2 separate regions of the Gossypium hirsutum genome follow, and region 1 is linked to region 2. The links are chromatin contacts, called in public Hi-C maps. All regions are on one chromosome and are shown on one strand. The core of a region is the stretch at or near the end of the contact, and the rest is flanking DNA. Distances in the headings are between cores, read along the strand shown.

What was found. A called contact is a pair of places that touch in the nucleus more often than the background predicts.
Region 1: a Hi-C map of leaf shows a contact between it and region 2, with 2.6 times the contacts expected there. The contact joins the promoter of LOC107898976 here to the promoter of LOC107898979 in region 2. A contact is called at or near these places in 2 of 34 Hi-C or Micro-C datasets (both in leaf).

What each region holds. Positions count from the first base shown.
Region 1 is chrA04:81,415,779-81,421,045 of Gossypium_hirsutum_v2.1, forward strand. LOC107898976 reads right to left here and starts at 3,636. Exons shown (of 2, transcript XM_016824553.2): 1 at 3,210-3,636; 2 at 2,458-2,919. The coding sequence starts at 3,459. The coding sequence ends at 2,717. LOC107937296 (probable protein phosphatase 2C 58) reads right to left here. Exons shown (of 5, transcript XM_041111507.1): 4 at 5,094-5,248; 5 at 4,252-5,005. The coding sequence ends at 4,868. LOC121228205 reads right to left here and starts at 445. Exons shown (of 3, transcript XM_041111510.1): 1 at 1-445. It overlaps LOC121228206 (a long non-coding RNA gene), which reads left to right and starts at 1,286. Exons shown (of 3, transcript XR_005925766.1): 1 at 1,286-1,465; 2 at 1,580-1,645; 3 at 1,735-1,817.
Region 2 is chrA04:81,209,495-81,214,876 of Gossypium_hirsutum_v2.1, forward strand. LOC107898979 (probable protein S-acyltransferase 6) reads left to right here and starts at 3,394. Exons shown (of 7, transcript XM_016824559.2): 1 at 3,394-3,679; 2 at 3,757-3,954; 3 at 4,038-4,220; 4 at 4,316-4,624; 5 at 5,105-5,189; 6 at 5,192-5,337. The coding sequence starts at 3,850.

The sequences.
Region 1 (5,267 bases), core at 2,386-4,885, 210 kb after region 2:
TCTCTCAATGAACCAATTAACTCGATCCAAAGAATGAATAGAAGGCACTCCATCCACAGCCTTAGTGATAACATCGCCTTCAAGTAGTTCGGAATATTCATCTTCTCTGACTGTTTGGGTTTTGGGAACTGATCCAATGAGTTCTTCTTTGAAGGACACTTTTTTGTCCATCAAAAACATCGATTTTGACACCATTTTCATTCACAATGTGATCCTCCGAGTCCGGTGAGTTAGACGAACGTTGACGAGCTTTCTTGGTCGTACGACTAATGCCATCTTTTGACGGCACAGGATGAGAACCAATGGTAAAATCGCCTACAGAGAGATTCGCCATTAACGATTTTGAACACCATCCCGATGTTATTAAAATTTTAATATCATATAATAATATTAACTATGTTTACAAAATTTATAGACATATTACATAATCATAAATATTACATATAATATAGAATTTTATTTATGTTATATAAAATATTTCTATTATAATAAAATATTTATATAGGATTTCCACTTTTTATTTGGATTGTTTTATCATTAAGTAAAAGTAAAATTAATTATCACATCTTATTCAATATGACTAATTTGACCTTATCTGGATTAGGAATAATTTGAGCTTGAAATTATCCAAATCCGAAAGGGACCAAGCTTGAGAAATTTTGAGCCCGAAAAAACCTGAACTCGAGAAGGTCCTAGCCTAAGTTGATTTAAGCTTGAAATAATATGAAGACAAATCAACAATATATATGCAATGAAATAGAAAAAAAAAGTAATAATTTAAGTTCATGTGTTTATTAAAACTTGGACTAACTTTTCAATTTTCGTAAAATACAAGACCAAAATTTGACAAATTAAAGTAAAATGGCTAACATCTTAATTTTCCTAAAGTAGAGAGAGAATTTAGAAATGATGAAATTGAAATTGCACATAAATTTTGATTTAACATACAGTTTAATACATTAATTTTAATTTGGTACAATTATATACATAAAATTTTTCATGATTCAAATGTATACTTCAATTTATTTTAATGTAATTATTTGTACGTACTACATATAAATATAATTTATTTTTTATCAATTTGTCTAAGCTCTATATACATATTGTTGTTAGTTGTGTCGAAAAACACGCCAAATATATTCAAAAAATACCCAATTTTAATTAAAATGAAAGTTAAATGACTTGATATGGCTCAAAACTGAAATTTGATCCTATTTTCCGCCATGAGTATAGCTGATTTTTTTTTTTTAGTTCTAATTTTAGTATTTAACATTTGAGTTAATGATGATATTCAGATAATGATGACAGAGAGACTTTACAAGATATAACCAACACTACTATTCTTAATGCCGAGGTCATACAGCCTAAATCTCCAGAACATATCTATAAGCTTTGGACAACCATATTTGCTAAGCATTTTATGATGGCAGATAAAATTCAGTGCTACGTCGATTGTGTTGCGCTGGTAGATTCCGACACTATCCCCCTCATCTTATTTTTTTTCCTTATTTATTTTTCATTGACATTGCCCATGCATTCTGGCTGATTTGTTCTATAAATTGACCATCTTCATACTTAGATTTTGTTAGGTTAATTTGCTTGATGGCCGCGCAAGTGTTGATTCAGCTTAGACAAATTTTGTCAGGTACAATATGCAAAGCATGAGTGTTTAATGAATACATGATATCAGAACTGTTTTATATTCAGGTCCAAAACCTTCTTTGTCGTTGTCAGGGTCTTGAAAAGAATTGAACTGTCTTACTTCAAGGTGTGAAGCTTGAATATGCACTTCTAGTCATGTAAATATTTCTATTCAATCAGCTTCCAATGATCATGTATGACTAGTATTCGGAGGATTGGAGAACGTTTAATGAATTTAAAACAGTTCTCCCTCCTAAGAGAGTGTCATATGTATCAGCTTCCAATGATCATGTATGACTAGTATTCGTAGGATTGGAGAACGTTTAATGAATTTAAAACAGTTCTTCCTCCTAAGAGAGTATCATATGTATGTATATATAGCTGATATTCTCATTGGGCAGATGAGGAGCCAAGCCAAGTTGAATTTCCTAAGTTTTGAAACCATTTTCTATTGCCTTCCCTAGCTCAAAGACATTTGAGTACAAAAATGTACCACAAATGATTTGATTGGTGTTAATCAATAACATCACCAATCTTTGCATTTGTTTTATTTGTTGGAGGGGCAGCTTTATCATAGAGATACGGGCAATCTCGTTTCTAACACCCCAATAAGTGGGGTAAGTAGGATGGATCAACCGTGTCTCAACAATGAGCACTCCAAAGAAGGATCTCGGCAAGGTGGGAAAAAAAACCCCAAGATGTAAACACCTTGAAATTGGATGGGAAAATGTTTCATAAGTGTTCTAAAGTTATAACCTGAACTTATTTAGCATTCATCCCGACAAACCAATAATATCACCAATGAGAAAATCAAAGTGAACAACAGCTTTCTTATTGCATTTAACTTTTTCAACTTTAAGCTGATGATAGTCATAACATAAACAAGAAGCAAAAGAGAATTAAACTCGATTTCACAATGAAATATGTCCAATACTAATAAGTACTACCGCAATCTCAAAGGACTGATCATGACACAAAACCAAGCCAAGAATCAAGCCCAATGGTTACTTTTTAAAAAGTATTAACTTCCTAGAAATATATATATTCAATCATTCACTCACAATAAACAAAGGCCCTAATTCATGCCCTGGTCAGGAACAGTAACAAGCTCATATTCAACTAAAGAAAGATTATTATCTTCTTTAACTGCGAATTTAGCAGGTTCGGTTACCTCGATCCGTCCCCATTTGTCAACTGCTAACCTCATTGTTGTTCGCTTGAACATAACAATCTTAGCATTACGTAAAATCACGGTTGCACCTTTTGTCATAAGATCAACTGCATCACCAACATCAAAATCATGATATTACATAGGTACTTGTTTAATTCAATTAAGTCTTGCAGTCAGAATTCTTTCCTTCCAAATAATACTCTGTTCTAGACTACTAAAATAGTCCCCAAAATAGAAATAGAAAAGACAAAACGTCTATACAAGTACAACCAACTTGGTTTATTATGAAATATAGGCTGACCCAATAAAACGCTGAGCAAATAAAATCGATCTAAATACAGAGGCTATAAATTTCTATGAAACTAGTGTATACATATAGATAGAGAAAAATAAATACCTTGTTCGTTGCGTGCGGTGAAGATGATGGTGCCAGTCTCGTCCCCAACGACGCACTCAGCGATCCGGGCCGGAGGTACAGGTCGAGAAAGGAGAGCACGGGACCTGTTGGGCCTGGCGGAAGTCTTGACTGGGGTCATCTCCACCACTTTGACGATCAAAGTGTGCCCGCTCGTACCGGGCTTCAAATCCTCCACTTTCACGAACACCGGCTTTCTCTTCGCGTTCGCCTGTCCCGTCGCAGTCGCCATTCCTCAAATCCAAGATTTGGCTTTGTCTAAAAGCTTATCCTCCAAACCGCAAATGCAAACCCTAGGAATATCTCTAACGGTTTTTATGGGAGGGCAGAATGGGCATAAACAATTAGAGAAGATTTAGGGTTTCTAAGAAATTTGGGAATTTGGGTGACCCGTGTATATCTTTCGTTTCGAATGGAGGATCATTAATAGTGGTGGGAGGTTTATTTGAATTTTACACGTGTTTGAATTGTATTGGTGCTTAAGGTCAACGATGGCGGGAAGACCGAGACTTTTCCCCTTCTCCAAGGGGTTTCAGTCATTACTGTACCCAAGTAACTACTTACTCGTTAAGTTAGTTTTTCCTTTTATTTTTTTTATAATTAATAAATACTTACCCAAGTAACTTCTTACTCGTTAAGTTAGTTTTTCCTTTTAGTTTTTTATAATTAATAAATACTTTTATTCCTTGAGAATTTAAATTATTAATTTCAAAATAAGAAATTGAAAACAATGTTAACGTGAATTTTCTTTTTAAAATTTTGAAAGCTTATATATATATATTTTAAAAAACTTTAACTATATTAATTTATAACGAGACAAATTAATTCATCAAAATAAATACATTTTTAAAAAATAAAATGCTATACATGAATAATAAATTTATCCATTTTATAAATTAATTGTTTGTGTTACTTGCATTTTAATACTCTCGAATTCATATCCTCTTATATTGATAATAATATCGAAAACAATTAAACTAATAATAAATCGACAACATGTATTTATATTTATACGTTGAATGGATTGTACTCAGTAAAACTTGCTAGCAATTTATTGATTTTCTTTTTCCTTTTTGGATGATAAGCACAACATATTCTACAAATATATTCTTAATATTCATGGAAATTTAACTTCTTGAAAGGCAGAGGATATGAAGGAAAGAATCATCCATCAATCCTTTCATTGTCTTACACACATTCACACTCGCACTCACACACAACAAACAACATCAACATGCATCATCATCACCATCACCATCACCATAAGAGTGTACTTTTTTCTTTTTTCCCTTTTCCCTTTTCCTTTTATTTGTAACAATCTTTATTAAAGGAAGAAACCATTCAAAATCGTCACCCTTCACATGTCATGATGATGCTTCAGTTATGTATGGAAGCCTTGAAGGCATGGACGGTCCTATCCTTGATAACATTGAAAATCAACAACATATCATCAACGATGACGTTGCAGACAATTCAAGTAGTCATTTTTATAAAGCTGGGTCAACTTTTTACATACAAACAGTTTTATGGTAGGCTGCAACAATCACTATAGCTATAAAGAGGATAAAAAACGTGGCATGGTATACACATATTTAGCTATTCATTTTCTCATTAATTCGGTACTCATCGGAAGAAATATATCACCGGAACCTTACAACGATGCAAGATATGTCATCTTTGCTCTTCTTAGAAACTGCTGCCTCAATCAAGTGCTTTGCTGCTGATTGAGCATCCTTGATGTTTTTTATGGCGTCCACTGCTTCTTGGTTTGACATAACCTGCAACGAGATCCGCTAAACATGAGAAACTTTGAATCTCGATTGAATTAATATTTGCATGAGAAACTAGAATTGCAAAAGTAATAACCTTCCATATCCCATCACTGGCCAGAATAATGAACTCTGTGTCATCATCAATAGTCACCACTTTCACGTCGGGGTCGGAGCTAAGGTGTAACTTTAAACTCTTATCGCCAAACGCCCTTGCTACAGCCAGTTGCCCGTCAACCCGTGGAACATCCCCTGTGAGGATCAGATAATA
Region 2 (5,382 bases), core at 2,144-4,643:
ACTATTCACTATTTCAAAATTTTTCCTAACTTCACATTTAACTTATACTCACTAAATTAATAATATTTCCTACTCATTTTTCAGATTTAGTGATCTCGAATCACTGTTCCGACACCACTGAAAATTAGGCTGTTACAAAAATTACAACAAAAACCCTAAATAAATAATATATCAAAAACAAAAAAAAACAATGAAAATAGTCTAAAATTATTACGTGTGGCCACCGTTGAGTCCTCCGCTACACTGATTCGCCTAGAGCTAGGGATTACCTGAACAAATTAAACAGAAAAGGGTGAGTTTCTCAACTCAGTGTGTAATCCCCACAGATATCAAACATACAGAATAATCATCAGAAGTCAGAAATAAACAGTCTGAGGCCAGAGCCTATTACAGAATTAGTTCGAGCCTTAGGCCACTCAGATGCAGAATCAGATATAAATTAGGGTTTTAGCCCAATCAGATACAGATGCAGAACATAATATCATAATCCTACCCACCAACCTCTACACACCATCTTCGTCCAACCTTACACACTATGTAGGGATAAGATCGAGCCACCCATCCTTACACACTATGCTGTACCAAAACACGGCACATAAACAGATACTTGCAGCTGAGTTGCCAGATAACAGGCTTAAGAGCCTTTTAGACACTTCTTCCATTAAATCATCAACCCACCCCGATGCAATGCAACATACAATGAATGGAATGCTAGTATGCAATAATCAATCACACAATTAGTGTCGTATTATCTGGCTTAGTACAGATATCATACAATCGATCATACATTTAGGGGTCCAGGTAATGCTTACCGACCCTACAGTAGGTCACAGTCGACTTGGGCGACCCGTGCAACCTTACAGAATTCTTTCAGAAAAATAGGCTTACACACCCCTGTGGCTTGCCCGTATGGGCCCACACGGCCCAAATTGGCCTTGGCCATGTGGATCACACGGCCTGGCCTAAAAATCCCACACGCCCGTGTGGCCCACACGGCTCACTTAATTGGGCCCGTGTCTGGCACACGGCCTCTTAGCCCATCACACGGTCATGTCATGCGCCTGTGTCACGTGCGTATGGCCTAGTCTGTTGACCACACGGCTGTGTACTACCACACGGCCTCCCACACGGGCTACCACACGCCTGTGTGGCGTCTACAATTTCATTTTTCGGCTTTCGTCGATTCTCATTTTATGTGTAATTGAGTACACACCTAGTTCTACTTTGCTGATATTGCAATCTCAACACCTCCGAAACCTATAATTAACCAATAATTCATCAATTTAGCCATTTAAAACGATTCTTAAACGAAAACACAGAGAGACGGCCAACTCCTAAACCAACGAAAATTGTTACCTTCACTTGAACAAAGGAGTTTCGCACACTTAGCTCGTCGATTCCAGACCATTGGCCTCTTGAATATCTTCTAACACCAGACGAAACCCTTAGCATAACGATACATCAACCCCCCCCAAAAAAATAAAAATTACAGAAGAACAATGCTTCTCTTATCGACGAATAGCAAAATTGAAAATCATAGTAGCAAAGAGGAAATAGAAAAAGATGGCGGCAAGAAGAAGAAACTAATGGAAACAAAAATATGGAAAGCCGAAAAATTGGTAGTGAAAAGCAGAGAAAAACGTCAGAGGGAGAAGAAGATTTTTGAGAAAACTCCAAGACTGATTGAGTATCCCCTAATTCTCTCCAGTATCCCATTACCCAACAACCTCTCAGAATTTCAATTCTAATCGAACTCCCCTAGACGTCACACGCCCAGAGCAAAAAGAATTACTCTCTCGCTCACATGGGTATTCAAACACAAGACCTTCAGTAATCAGTCACACCACTTAACTACTAGACTAGCAGACCCATTCTAATATGAAATTACAAATAGTTTAATATAAGCTTGCTGCCTAGAAGTTAAGGCTTAATTTAGGAAAAAGCCAAAATTTTTCAAATGCAAGGCTTGAACTTGGGACCTCACACACACACTCAGAACACTTAACCACTAAAGCAAATACACAATAGAAACTCATAGAAACAAATTTATCAAATTTGGGGCATTACATTTACCTTGAGCAATACTCTTCCTCATATAAATACAAAGTTAAACTTTAGATTTTAGTACCCAAAGTTTCTTGGCACTATTGAGAATGCAAGATTATTGGCTAATGTTAATCTTAAAATCTAAACAACATAATGTTATTGAGAAATATTACATTATCTAGGAATGTAAGATTCCTTGAATCAAATGCCCCTAATAGTATAAAGCATTTTGTGATTATTGTGTTGATGGTAATCTCAATTCCTTAAAAAAATATTATTTATAATATATATTTTAATAAATTTATTAAAAATATTAGAATAAAATTAATAATGAAAATTTTTATAAAAATATTTAATTAAAATTTAATTATTTTGTTCTTAGTATTCAATTCAAATTAAGGTTTGATTGAATCTCATATTCAAATTTTTCGAGTTTAATTCCTTTTCAATTTGATTTTTTCAAATTTAATTTTTTTATCAAATCATATTTAAATGAATTCAACGTGTTGAAATTGGATCAGTCATGCCACCAATTCCTGATGTAATTAATTTGATTGATCAAGTTTCAATTAAATAAATTATTAAAAATAATAAATAAAAATATTAAAAATTATAAAACTCGATTCAATCATCGGTTTAATCAATTTTTTTATCCTAATTCAATTGGTTTATATTGGTTCACAAATTAACAAGTTCTCTCCCTTATTTCAAACGAATGTATTGACTAATACCCAACTCGATCGATTTGATCTGCTTCTACTCAGATTCAACAACTATGGAATTCAAGTATAAAGTTTTTGGAATGGTTAAAGTACCGAGGAGGTCTCTATATTATAAGGATTGGATAAAATTAGTCCCTCTATTATTAAATGGATTTATTTAGCCCCTATGCTATTAAAAAAGAATCAAATAAATCCAAATTGCAATAGAGTTAACATTTACAATATAAAAAGTATCTTGAAAAATATTATTTTCAATTGCAGTTCAATTCCAAATAAAAGATTTCATTTATAGAATCATAAAAACTTTAAAAATATTAATTTTATTAAACGGTAAATGGTATTTTTTAGGAAGTAATGTTAACTCTATTCCAATTTTGTCTTATTTCATTCTTTTGAATAATATAAGGATTAAATTGATCCATTTAATATTTTAGGGACTAATTTGATCAGGCCCCTATAATAGAGTGACCTCTCAGGAAATTCACCTTTTTAGAATTGGGTTTTAGAATTTGGATTCATTTGGCACTCCAGCGAAGAGTCGAAGACCAGGTCGTGGTATAAAGTCTTTTCATTATTGTATACACAGCAAGTAAAATAAATAATAATAATAAAAGGAAAAAAGAGAAAAGGAAAAGGAGTGCAACAAATAGTCGTCAAAATCGATGATCCGACTCGTTTGGCGAAAAATCGCCACGCGAGCGAAATGTGCAATCCCAATCTCTCCTTGTCTATCTGTCTGTGTAACCATCTTTGCTGGCCTTTTTTCCCAACTTTTTTGGCTTTAAACTTTTTGGAGAGAGATTCTAATCTCCCCTGCTCTGCTCGGACATCGATCTTTTGGCCATTTTACCCTTTCCCCTGCTACTCTGGACACTTTCTCTCTTCCTCTTTCATTTCCCTTTTTTTTCCAGGTATTTTTTTAAAAAGAACTCTTTTATCTTTCTCCAAAAAGAATGATAATAATGTGAAAAATTGTTATTGACTTCAGAGTTGCCGAGGGACAAATGTTATAGCAGTAAAAGACATAGGTAGATAGATAGATAAATTATTATAGATAGAGATCAGGTTCTGGTTTCAAGAAATGTACAGAGCTCCATTCCCGGCTCAGCTCTCTGTTTTCGACCGCCGTGTCATCGACAACAATGCCACTGACGTTCGAGTCTATCAAGTTTGGAAAGGAAGCAATGTAATTTACTACTTTCCCAATTTTTTTTTTTACTTTTAATATGTTTTCTTGCAGTTAAACAATTTAATAATCTTTCTCCCTAGAAATTTTTCCTTGGAGGTAGAGTGATATTCGGTCCCGATGTAAGGTCAATCTTCCTTACGATATCTCTGATTGTGATCCCGGTCTTATTATTTTGCGCTTTCGTTTCTCGAAGAATCATTTACGCATTTGACAAACATCTTGGCAAACTCATTATATTTATTCTAATTCTCCTAACCGTATATGTAAGTTCTCCTCTTCCATAAAGCCAATCAAATCTCTATTCGCTTTCCGGGTTTGTTTTGTAATTAACATTGTTTTGGGTGTGAAACTAGTTCAGGATCTTATTCTCCTGCTCCTCACTTCCGGGAGAGATCCTGGCATTATTCCACGAAACTCCCATCCTCCAGAACTGGAGGAAGATGGTTCCACTATGTCTACGGATTGGCTAGGGAGTCAGAGCAGTGCTGGTGTTCCTAATTTACCACCTACCAAAGATGTTGTGGTTAATGGGGTGATTGTCAAGGTTAAATACTGCCAAACTTGCATGCTATACCGTCCACCACGTTGCTCACATTGCTCTATATGCAATAATTGTGTGGAGCGTTTCGATCACCATTGCCCCTGGGTAGGGCAGTGTATTGGGAAGGTATGTTATGCTTCTGTTTTAATTTTTCAGTTCATGAAAAACGTGGGTTAATTTAATCATTGTTGAACCAAATGAGAAATGATGCTTTGTGATTGAATATGATGCTTATAGAACTTTACAGTTCAACTTTATAAGAATCAATTTAAGAGGAAGGATTTAAGATATGTTTCTCTATTTATTTATTTATTTTGTATAAGAGAAAGGGTAGAGTCTTTCAAATGGAGTCTACAGATTGAATTATTGAATGTCTACAAGACTATTGTCATTGTGAAGTGAGATCTTGGTCCTTTAAATTGAAAACATTGCCCTATGGCTTGCCTAGACTATAAAAGTGTCCTGCTTCTCTGATTCATCTTACTTTTTTACCTGTAATTATGACATCGATGTGATTATTAGGTGATTTCTCATGTGCTTTGTTGGATTTCATTGTGGGAACTTTTTAATCCTCAAGGGTTGACATGTAAAATTGTTTCTTGACAGAGAAATTATAGATTCTTCTTCATGTTCGTGTCTTCGACAACCATACTATGCCTATACGTTTTTGTCTTTAGCTGGGTAACCATTAAGAAATAATGGCTGAATACGATTGTAATCTCTGGAGTGCATTCTTGAAGTCCCCTGTTTCAGGGATTCTTATACTATATACATTTATGACTGCCTGGTTTGTTGGAGGCCTCACCGTGTTTCACCTCTATTTGATTTGTACCAACCAGGTTGTGATCCCTTCTTTTCCTTCATTTCTTCCATTATTGTCTGTC